Linked DNA regions of Mus musculus: region 1 is linked to region 2. The links are chromatin contacts, called in public promoter capture Hi-C maps. All regions are on one chromosome and are shown on one strand. The core of a region is the stretch at or near the end of the contact, and the rest is flanking DNA. Distances in the headings are between cores, read along the strand shown. Region 1 holds the start of Ttbk1 (tau tubulin kinase 1). Region 2 holds the start of Slc35b2 (solute carrier family 35, member B2).

Region 1 (4,952 bases), core at 935-3,434, 920 kb after region 2:
AGTCTGATTCTCCTTGGGATGGCTAAGCTGACAGCCTGATAAGGGCAGGGAGGGTTGGGAGGGCACTGAGACAGCCTTTCCCCAGGTCACTGGGATACCACGGGGCATATGAAAAGAATGCATCTCCATGAGGAAAGATGCTATCAGTCTTCATAGCTTTGTTGTGAAATGACTGAACTGAGTCCCTCTGATCCTTACAATGCTAGGGCTGTGGGGCAGCAGGAGTTTGGAAGAAGGTAGAGACATGAGAAAGATGGGAAGAGATGGAGTAGAGCTTTGGAATATAGGTCGGGGACAAGACTGAGGCAGCTGGCCATGGTACCACACTCCTGGGATCCCAACACTCTGGAAGTGGAGGAAGAAGGGTGAGGAACTCAAGATTAACCTTGGCTACACACCAAGTTCAAGGCCAGCCTGGTCTACAAGATATCCCAAATATAAACAAGAAAAAAAATTAAACAAACAAAGACTGGAGAAAGCAATGGAACTTGTGTGGAGGAGACCTTAGCTGGAACCAATTGTAGCTTCGCCTGTAGTGTGCAAGAGGCCATGGGCCACAGCGGGGGCAGTGGGAGTTAGATTTTGGCGGGGGCGGGGGGGGGGGAGAGCTCAGTGGTTGAATACATACCTAGCATGTTTAAGGCGCCAGTTTCAACTCCCAACATCATCTTTAAAAAAATTAATAAAAAGGGGGGCTGCGGGCCTGCCAAGACCATTCTGTGGGAAAAAGCCCTTGCCATCCGTTTTGATAACCCACGATTGATTCCTGAGACCCTTGTGGTCAAAAGAGGGAAGCTGCTCCTGTAATTTGTCCTCTGACCTCCACATGAGCACTGTGGCAGGTGTGTACCCTCTACGCACAAAATAAGCAAATAAAATGTGATCAGGGGGTGAGGGGTTGAGTACTTGCTAACAAGAAGTACAAGGCCCTACATTCAGTCCCCAGTACTGAAAAGAAGAAGGAGAAGAAGGAGAAGAAGGAAGAAAATTGTTGAGCAACCTAGGTGGGCGTCTCAGTCCTGCCTAGTGTGGCTCTGCAGGTGGATGAAGAAACTCTGTGTGCTGTTCACACTTGGTACTCAAGGAAATCTTAAAGGAATGGGTGAGGAGAGAAAAGTAGGACCCGGCCATCCTGTCCACCTCCCTTCCCAGGGGATGCTTCCGAAGAGCCCACTTAGCCCAGATTGGGTTGACAAGCTTGGCTGACCAGCTACTCAGGTCCCTTTGTGTGTGTGTGTGTGTGTGTGTGTGTGTGTGTGTGTGTGTGTGTGTGTGTGTAGGCATGGCTGTGTGCATGCATGAGAATGTGGGCCAAGTGGCAAGAGCAAGCAAGCTAAGTGCTTCGGAGCTTATCGTGGTTTGGGAGCAGAAGAGTTGATGTGCGGCTCTTCAAGGCGTGAGGCCGGAATGTGTGGGAATCTCAGAGTCCAGGTTAGGAGAGGTGAAGCCACGAGGAACAGGAGAAAAGAGGTCTGGAGGAGAGTGCAGCGAGCAGGGTAAGTCGGAGTGACAGGAGGAGGGGAGGAGAGAGGAGGTAAGTAAGACAAGAGACTGGCGGAGATCATGGTGGCAGGGACAGTGACAGGACCACGGGAGGGGCTTCTGGGCACGGCTGGGAAGTAAAAGGGAAGCTGGTAGGGACTGAGGATGGAAGAGAGGGTCTGGAGACATCTTCACGACCTGCCAGAGGTGACAGGAGGGAAATCACAGGGACAAGGGACGCGGGGTTGGAGGGTGGGTCTGTGCGGGGGCTGGGAGCCGCTCCAGGCCTCGGGCTGTGGCCCAGGGAGTGTAGGCCGGCGTCCCGGCTCCTAGCGGCAGCGGCGACGACCGCTGCGGGACAGGAGCCGAGCCCTGGGAGGTGAGCCCGGCGGGAGGCCCGATGTACCCCAGGAGGGACCCCCGGCCCACCCTCCCGGCCCCGCCCCGCCTCACCTGCTCGGTGTCCGCTGCGGCTGCGGCTGCGGCTGCGGCGGCGGCGGTGAAGGCAGCGGCGCGGGGCGGCGCATCCCCCGGGGCCGGGGCGGGGCGGGGGCGGCTCAGTGCAGCGCTGGGCGGCCCGCTCCCTCCGGCGGTGGCGGCGGCGGCCTCCCGACCGCGACCATCCCGGCCCGGCCCGGCCCGGCCCCGATCCTCCTCGGGCGACGGCGGCGGCTGCGAAGTGGGGAGCTGCCCACAATGCACTGCGCCGCCAGCATCAGCACCAGCCCTGACATCACCGCCCCACCGCCCTGGCCCTTACATCACTGCCGTTTTTTTTTTTTTTTTTTTCCTGACATCACGTTCCACTCTGCCCCCCTAGACTCTGCCCGGGAACTCTCATATGGTCTCGTTACAGCTACCAGGTTCTCTTAACTGATCTATGCCGTTCACTTGACCATAGGCTCCTTCCTTACCTGTTCCCAGAAACCTCTCTTGTCTCCATCACCTTTTATCTCCCCCACTTCGCAGAATATCTCCTTTACTCCTTGCCTGACCCCACTAGACTCACCTGGTCCCCGATTCCATCCTCCACATAGCCACTGTACTTCCCTCTTAAGCCTTCTCCTCAACCTGTGCCTGTCCTTCCCATATGGCTCTGTCACGATCTCTCCTAACAGCATCCCACATCTGGACATACTACCCCTCATCTGTAACCCTCTCCTCATCAAGTTCTTGCTTGCCTTTTCTCCTGGTTTACCTTCTCTTTCTTAGGCCCTTTCTTCCAACTGTTGACAGACTCAATCACTGTTTCTTATTGCTTACCAAATAAGATACACACTCTTTACTGTGACATTAAAAACTCTTTCCAACATATGCCCATAAGGCTATTACTCTCCTGACAGATGGGGATTACTCAATATTCTCAGAGTATACTCTGCGCTTTGCCTCTCTCGGTTCCTCCCCTGTTGCTTATACCCTCCACGAATGTAGAGGGAGCATCTTCAACAACAATAATAATAGCAGCAGGTACACCTGCCAGACACATTAACTTTTGTAATCTTTATAAGTATCTTAGAAAGAAAGATCACTCACTGTGCAAGCTTAAAGACCCGAATTTGGTTCCTAGCACCAGAGTTAAAGGCCAGGAGCTGTGGTGGGTGTCTCCAGACCCAGCTCGGGGGAAACAGACAGTCAAATCCTCAGAGCTTTTTGGACAATCTAGCTCCAGGTTCAGTGAAAGAAGAGACCCTATAACAAAGCAATAAAGAAGAGAACACACACACACAGAGACAGAGAGAGAGACAGAGACAGAGAGAGATACAGAGAGAGACAGAGAAAGGGACAGAGACAGAGAGAGACAGACAGACACAGAGAGACAGACAGAGAAAGAGTGAAAAAGCTGGCAAGATAACTTGATAGGATAAAAGTGTTTGCCTCAGAGGCCTACCTGACAACCTAAGTTCTGTTCATAGAACTCGTAGTGGAAGGAGAGAGGCAATGACTACAAAGTTGTCTCTGACTTTCACATATGCACTAAAGCATGGGCACACCTGGCACACACAGGCCCACACTCAGATATACAAATCATGCACACACACATAATAATAATATAACAATAATAATACATTTTAGCCGGGCAGTGGTGGCTCACGCCTTTAATCCCAGCACTTGGGAGGCAGGGGCAGGTGGATTTCTGAGTTCCAGGCTAGCCTGGTCAACAGAGTAAGTTCCAGGACAGCCAGGGCTATACAGAGAAACCATGTTTCAAAAAACCAAATAATAATAATAAGCCGGGCGTGGTGGCACACACCTTTAATCCCAGCACTTGGGAGACAGAGGCAGGTGGATTTCTGAGTTCGAGGCCAGCCTGGTCTACAGAGTGAGTTCCAGGACAGCCAGGGCTATACAGAGAAACCCTGTCTCGAAAAACCAAAATAAATAAATAAATAATAACAATAATACATTTTAAGAGAAAGATGAAATGTTTTCAGGAAAGTAGATGCCACTGAAATCATTGTGTTAAGTGAATAAGCAGACTCAAAAAGACAGATACTTTATGTTTTCTGTCAAATGTAGGACCTCGTCTGGCAGTGTAGAAAGGAGCCTGAGGCCAAACCATGGTTTAAGGTGGAAGAAGAGAAGCAAGTCCCAAAGGTTGCCCTCTGACCTCCACACACGCTCCATGGCATTGAAGCACACGTGTGTGCACACATGCGAAAGCATTTCTAAAATTGTGTGTGTCGTGAAACAAGAAAGCAGCCCATGAAAAAGGTAGAAGAGATCCTAAGGGAGTAGAGAGGGTGATGGAGTAGGTATGTGTGATAAGGAAGCAGAGGGGGAATTGGAGGGAAGAAAGGGGTCCAGGCAGGGGGGACAATTCATAAGACGAGGGCAGTGGGGCAGATACTGAACAAGAACAAAATATAGTCACACATACGTACAAAACGACGCCATGCAATCTCTCCCTTCATATGCTAACCTTTAATAAGAAAGGGTGGGGCAGAGACACAGCTGTTCAAATGCTTGCTACTCAAGCAGGAGAACAGAGATTCATCACATCAAACCGCCATGTGAAAGACAAAACAAAGCTAAGTCTACAGTGTGGGCTGGAGTCCCAGAGCTGCTGTGTGGTGACTGACTAGCTAGTCTAACCAAACTGGGGGTGGGAGAGGGGGCTCCGGGTTCAATGAGATACTCTCTCAACAAACAAGATGGAGAGCCATTGAGGAAGATACCTGAGATCAACCTCTGGCCTCTATAAGAGCATACACACACACACACAAACAGAGAGAGAGAGAGAGAGAGAGAGAGAGAGAGAGAGAGAGAGAGAGAGAGAGAGAGAGCAGAAACACAGACAGACACACAGACACACACAAACAGACACGCAGATATGCAGACATGCAGACAGACAGACAGAATGAGAATTTTTAAAAAAAGAGTCTAGGCCAGTATGCTTTAATCCCATCACTTAGGCGACAGAGACAGATGGATCTCTGTGAGTTGGAGGCCCTCTGGTCTTCAAAAGGAGT
Region 2 (4,618 bases), core at 1,869-4,368:
CACCCAGCACCACATGTATAGTGGTGCATGCCTGTTATTTAAGCACTTAGGAAATGGAGGGAAAGGATCAAAACTGAAGGTCTTCTTCATCTACATAGCAAGTTCAAGGCCAGCCTAAGCTACATGAGTTCCCTCAACCCCCTAAAACTGCTGGGGGTAGAACAGAACTACTTTTTTTTTTTTTTTTTACCAACTGTGACATATTGGGCTGTATTTGCCGCCCCCCGCCCCCCCCCCCAGCCTACAACCAGTTCCCTAGGCTGGTTAAGCCCAAGGAGCCCAAACATGGACTCCAACAGGAGTGACTCTGTGAAGCTAACCAGACTGAAGACAATGCCATAGTGAGGCCCGGGAGGGAGGACAGGAGGAGCAACACCTCCACACACGTTGCACGTGTCTTGAAGCAAATGTCTTCAGCATATAAATACCCGGGGTTTTCAGGTCTTAGACTTTTTTAAAAATTTTTTGTTTAAGATTTATTCTTTTTTGTTTTTTGGTTTTTTTGGTTTTTGGGGTTTTGTTTTTTGTTTTTTGTTTTTTGTTTTTCGAGACAGGGTTTCTCTGTATAGCCCCTCTCTTCCATTTTAGTGTCATATTAGAATGGTGGCGCACGCCTTTAATCCCAGCACTTGGGAGGCAGAGGCAGGTAGATCTCTGAGTTCGAAGCCAGCCTGGTCTACTACAGAGTGAGTTCCAGGACAGCCAGGGCTACACAGAGAAACCCTGTCTCGAAAAACAAAAACAAAAAAAGATATATTCATCAAGATATGCTGGCACATGCTTTTAATCCCAGCACTTGAGAGGCAAAGCCAGGCTGATCTCTGTGAGTTTAAGGCCAGCCTGGTCTACAGAGTGAGATCCTGACTCAAAAAACAAGCAAAAGTATCCAAAAGCCTTCCACACCCCAACCCTAACCCCAACAACAGCCACTGTGTATACATAGTGCCAATGGACATACTATATCTACTGTAAGGTCACTCCTAGCTCAGATATTCTGCATGGCTTATCTCAGATCTTGTCTAATCTTCGGGTCTCTGCCATGCCCAGGTCTTTCACTGTCTGGCCTTCAGCTTGCCCAGGTCCCTGCTGCCATCCCTGGTGCCATCACTTAGGGCATTAACTCTGCTTCTCTCTGTTTTCTCTCTCTCTCTCTCTCTCTCTCTCTCTCTCTCTCTCTCGCTCAGCTCCTTTCTTATTTGCCCTTCGATGACCTGAAAATCTCCGGCAAACCACTGCTATGTACTGACTGAAGCTCGGATGGGTCCCCACCGCTTCCCACCTGGAAGCTGGATCCGCAGCTGCTGCAGTTGGGACCCAAGCAATGTCGCCCCTCTGCTGATGCTGGTCCTGGGGCTAGCATAGTCCTAAAATGAGATGAAGGATTGCAGACGAGGAAGAGCCGATCTGGAAGGAAGGACTTCCCAAGTGGCCTGGATGGAGATTCTTGAAAGACCCTCGAAGCCACTGGTATCCTGAAGGAAGCCTCCTTGCTTCTGTTGAAGATGGCATGGGCTGAAATTGCCAGCTACCTGGAAAATGGGGATGAGCAAACTGACCCGAGGGGTCTCACCTAAAATACCTTTGTGAGTGTGTTTGGCACTGGGGTGTGAACCTAGAGCCTCCCCAGCGGTAGGCAAGCTTACTATCATGGAGCTGTGTCCCCGGCCCTCTTTTCATTTTTTATGTTGTGATGGGATCTCAATGAGTTGCCAGAGATGGCCTGGAACTCACTCTATAGCCCAGGCAGTCATCTTTGAACTGGGAACTTCCTGTCTCAGCCTCCTGAGTAGCTGGGATTATAGGTCTGGTGGCAGCGGGCCACCGCAAAGTTATCTAAAGACTTCAAACATAAGGCTCCCAACTGAACCTTTGCAGTTATTCTAATATGACACTAAAATGGAAGAGAGGGGCTTTAAAAAAAACAACAACAACAACGTTTCCCTTCTACAGTTGTATGCATAGGCAGGCCTGACTCTCGGGTAAAGGCAGAGAGAAGGAAACAAGCCCTGAGCAAGCACAGGGCCTTGCTGGGTATGGTAGGAGACCTAAGTGGTTCCTGCCACCACAGGCACATCTCCTTCATGTGGAAATGCCCAGGGCTGGAGAGTGAGGAGGAAGAATATGGAGACACACACGTGTCCCTGGAGAAGTTTGAGGACATTGATCACAAGAGAGTTGCAACTTTCCTCCCCCACCCAACCCCCTTAGACTCCACACACTGAGGGCCCTGCTAGGTCATGCACGAAGAAGGAGAAGAAATAAATCAACATACTTTCCGATGCTTAGCGCTTATAAGCACTAAGCAAATGCATCCTGTGAGTGAGACAGATATTAAAGGCATAAACAACTAAATATGTGGTTATACGTTGCAATGGGTGACTGGGAAGGAAGAAAACCGTTAGCAGGAAGGAGGACAATGGAGTGGGCGAAGGATCATCCTCTGGGAAGCTTCAAGCAGGTGTCGTTGAAATTGCGATTTAGGATGAGCAAGGGGAAAGACAGCATTGGGGAAGGCCTCCGATGAATTAAAGGAACTGAAAACAGGCCAACAGGACTCTACAAGGTTGGGCAAGTGGGCGAGGAGGACGCACCAGGTCATACAGAGCCTAGAAGGTCACAATCACAGGTACTAAGGGGATGATTACTGATGCAGCCAAAAAAGGAAGAGACATCATTGTTTAAAAACTAACGCCGGTTCTGGTGGCGCAGGCCGGTAGGATTTGCTGAAGGAGGCAGAGGCAGGAGGATCTGGAGTTCGAGGCCAGCCTGGGATACAGCGTGAGTTCCAGGACATCCAGGGCTACACAGAGAAACCCTGTCTCGAAAAAAAAAAAAAAAAAACACCAAAACAAAAAACAAAAAAACCGTAATGTAAGAGGAAGTACTGGGTCTCAGATACTCAAAATCCTAGTCCACTAGATGGCAATGGTCATCATCACTCTGTGTGGGTTGGGTTGGGTTGGGTTGATGGCTGTGACCAAGCAAGCTGGGAAAGGGAGGGAGTCCCAACTGGAGTTCCCCAGGGGAACCGGGCTTGGTCTGCCTCCGGGCCGCGTGGGGTCGCTGTGGCCGGAGTGTCGCGAAGGGGGCTGAGGCGGGGAGGAGGCGGGAAGAGCGCAGCACTTCCGCTGGCTGGCTGACTGGCTGGCTGCTGGAGCGGGCGGCAGAGGGAGCGGAGGGAGCGCGCGGCCCGGGGGACTCACATTCCCCGGTCCCCCCTCCGCCCCACGCGGCTGGGCCATGGACGCCAGGTGGGGGGCTCGGGCAGCCATGGCCCACGTGACCGAGACCCCGGGGCCACGTGACCGAGACCCCAGGGCTCCGGAGGCGGGGTGGGGGGTCCTCCAGCCGCAGATCCGCGTGGCACTGTTGGGAGCCCCGTGTGGATGGGCACGCGGCATGTGGCCTACGCTCCTCGCGGGGCTTCGGGGATTGTCGCGCGTAGGGGGATGAGGGACAGTGGCGCTTCGGAGAGGGAAGGGGGTGGGGGTTGCCTGTGGCCTGAGCTGCCCGCGCGCTGAAGGGAACAGAGGCGACCTATGTGGCTGGACAGGCGGGGCCGTCCCCGAGAAGGGAGGAGGTTCTGCCTGGCCTGCGCCGGACCCCCTGAGAGAGAGGGAGAGAGAGGCTCTTTGTCCGTCCCTCTGGGCTGCAGCGGAGGGGGCGGGGAGGCCACTGGGCACTTCCCTGGTACAGTCCCCTCCGGAGGGCAGAGAGGCGGAAGAGCTGCAAACCTAATCGTTGCTTCGGCTGTCCCAGCAGATGGTGGGCAGTAGTGGTACTCGCCACACTCCCTTCCTTGGGAGCAGGTGGAGAGTCACCCGAAGCCCCTCCGCAGTCCTGGACACAGCTGTGGCTCTTCCGCTTCTTGTTGAATGTAGCGGGCTATGCCAGCTTTATGGTACCTGGCTACCTCCTGGTGCAGTACTTAAGACGGAAGAACTACCTGGAGACAGGTAATGTGGCCAGAGGGTGGGGAGATGAGGGAAGTCTGGTTGCAGGTGTTGGCAGAGCGGGACTTGGGCCGGGAGGGAGGCCAGTAAGTCAGACACCGGATCGGGCTGGCTGCTCTGCAGAGGTTGTGGACCTTGACTGTGTCTTCTTCAGGCAGGGGTCTCTGCTTCCCCCTGGTGAAAGCCTGTGTGTTTGGCAATGAGCCCAAGGCTCCTGATGAGGTTCTCCTGGCTCCGCGGACAGAGACAGCGGAATCCACCCCGTCTTGGCAGGTCCTGAAGCTGGTCTTCTGTGCCTCGGGTCTCCAGGTAAGAATACAGGCTCCCCTTCTCTTCCCCAGCTGGGTACAGACAGCCCCTGACTTAAACCAAATTTTCCCTGCCCACCCCAAAGGTTTGTTAGTTTGGGTCTGGTTTGTGTCCCTACAGGACACAGCCCAGTCCTGAAAGTGAACTTCCAGCGCTTCCTTCAACACCTGTATTGAAATGAAAGTTCACTGTACACACGCATGTGTTCATGCGCACGTCCACGCGCGCGCGCGCGCACCCATGCAATGGCTTCTACAGTGTGGAAGAAGGCCTGCCTGAGTTGTATTTTTTTTCCCTATGCCCATATTCTGCTCTGTCTGTATGTTGTATCTGAGTGTGAATTTGAGGAATTGCTG

Evidence for each region. Promoter capture Hi-C pulls out the DNA fragments that hold promoters and counts their contacts.
Region 1: a promoter capture Hi-C map of hippocampal neurons shows a contact between it and region 2, with 2.0 times the contacts expected there. The contact joins the promoter of Ttbk1 here to the promoter of Slc35b2 in region 2. A contact is called at or near these places in 6 of 39 promoter capture datasets (the 3T3-L1 cell line, the C10 cell line, embryonic stem cells and 3 more), 1 of 484 Hi-C or Micro-C datasets (B cells) and 2 of 115 datasets of contacts at active chromatin or transcription factors (bone marrow-derived dendritic cells and large pre-B cells).

The regions. Positions count from the first base shown.
Region 1 is chr17:46,485,491-46,490,442 of GRCm38.p6, forward strand. It overlaps Ttbk1 (tau tubulin kinase 1), which reads right to left and starts at 2,185. Exons shown (of 15, transcript NM_001162864.1): 1 at 1,936-2,185.
Region 2 is chr17:45,560,818-45,565,435 of GRCm38.p6, forward strand. Slc35b2 (solute carrier family 35, member B2) reads left to right here and starts at 3,119. Exons shown (of 4, transcript NM_001357105.1): 1 at 3,119-3,251; 2 at 3,763-3,956; 3 at 4,108-4,262. The coding sequence starts at 3,241. It overlaps Nfkbie (nuclear factor of kappa light polypeptide gene enhancer in B cells inhibitor, epsilon), which reads left to right. Exons shown (of 6, transcript NM_008690.4): 6 at 1,185-2,352. The coding sequence ends at 1,250.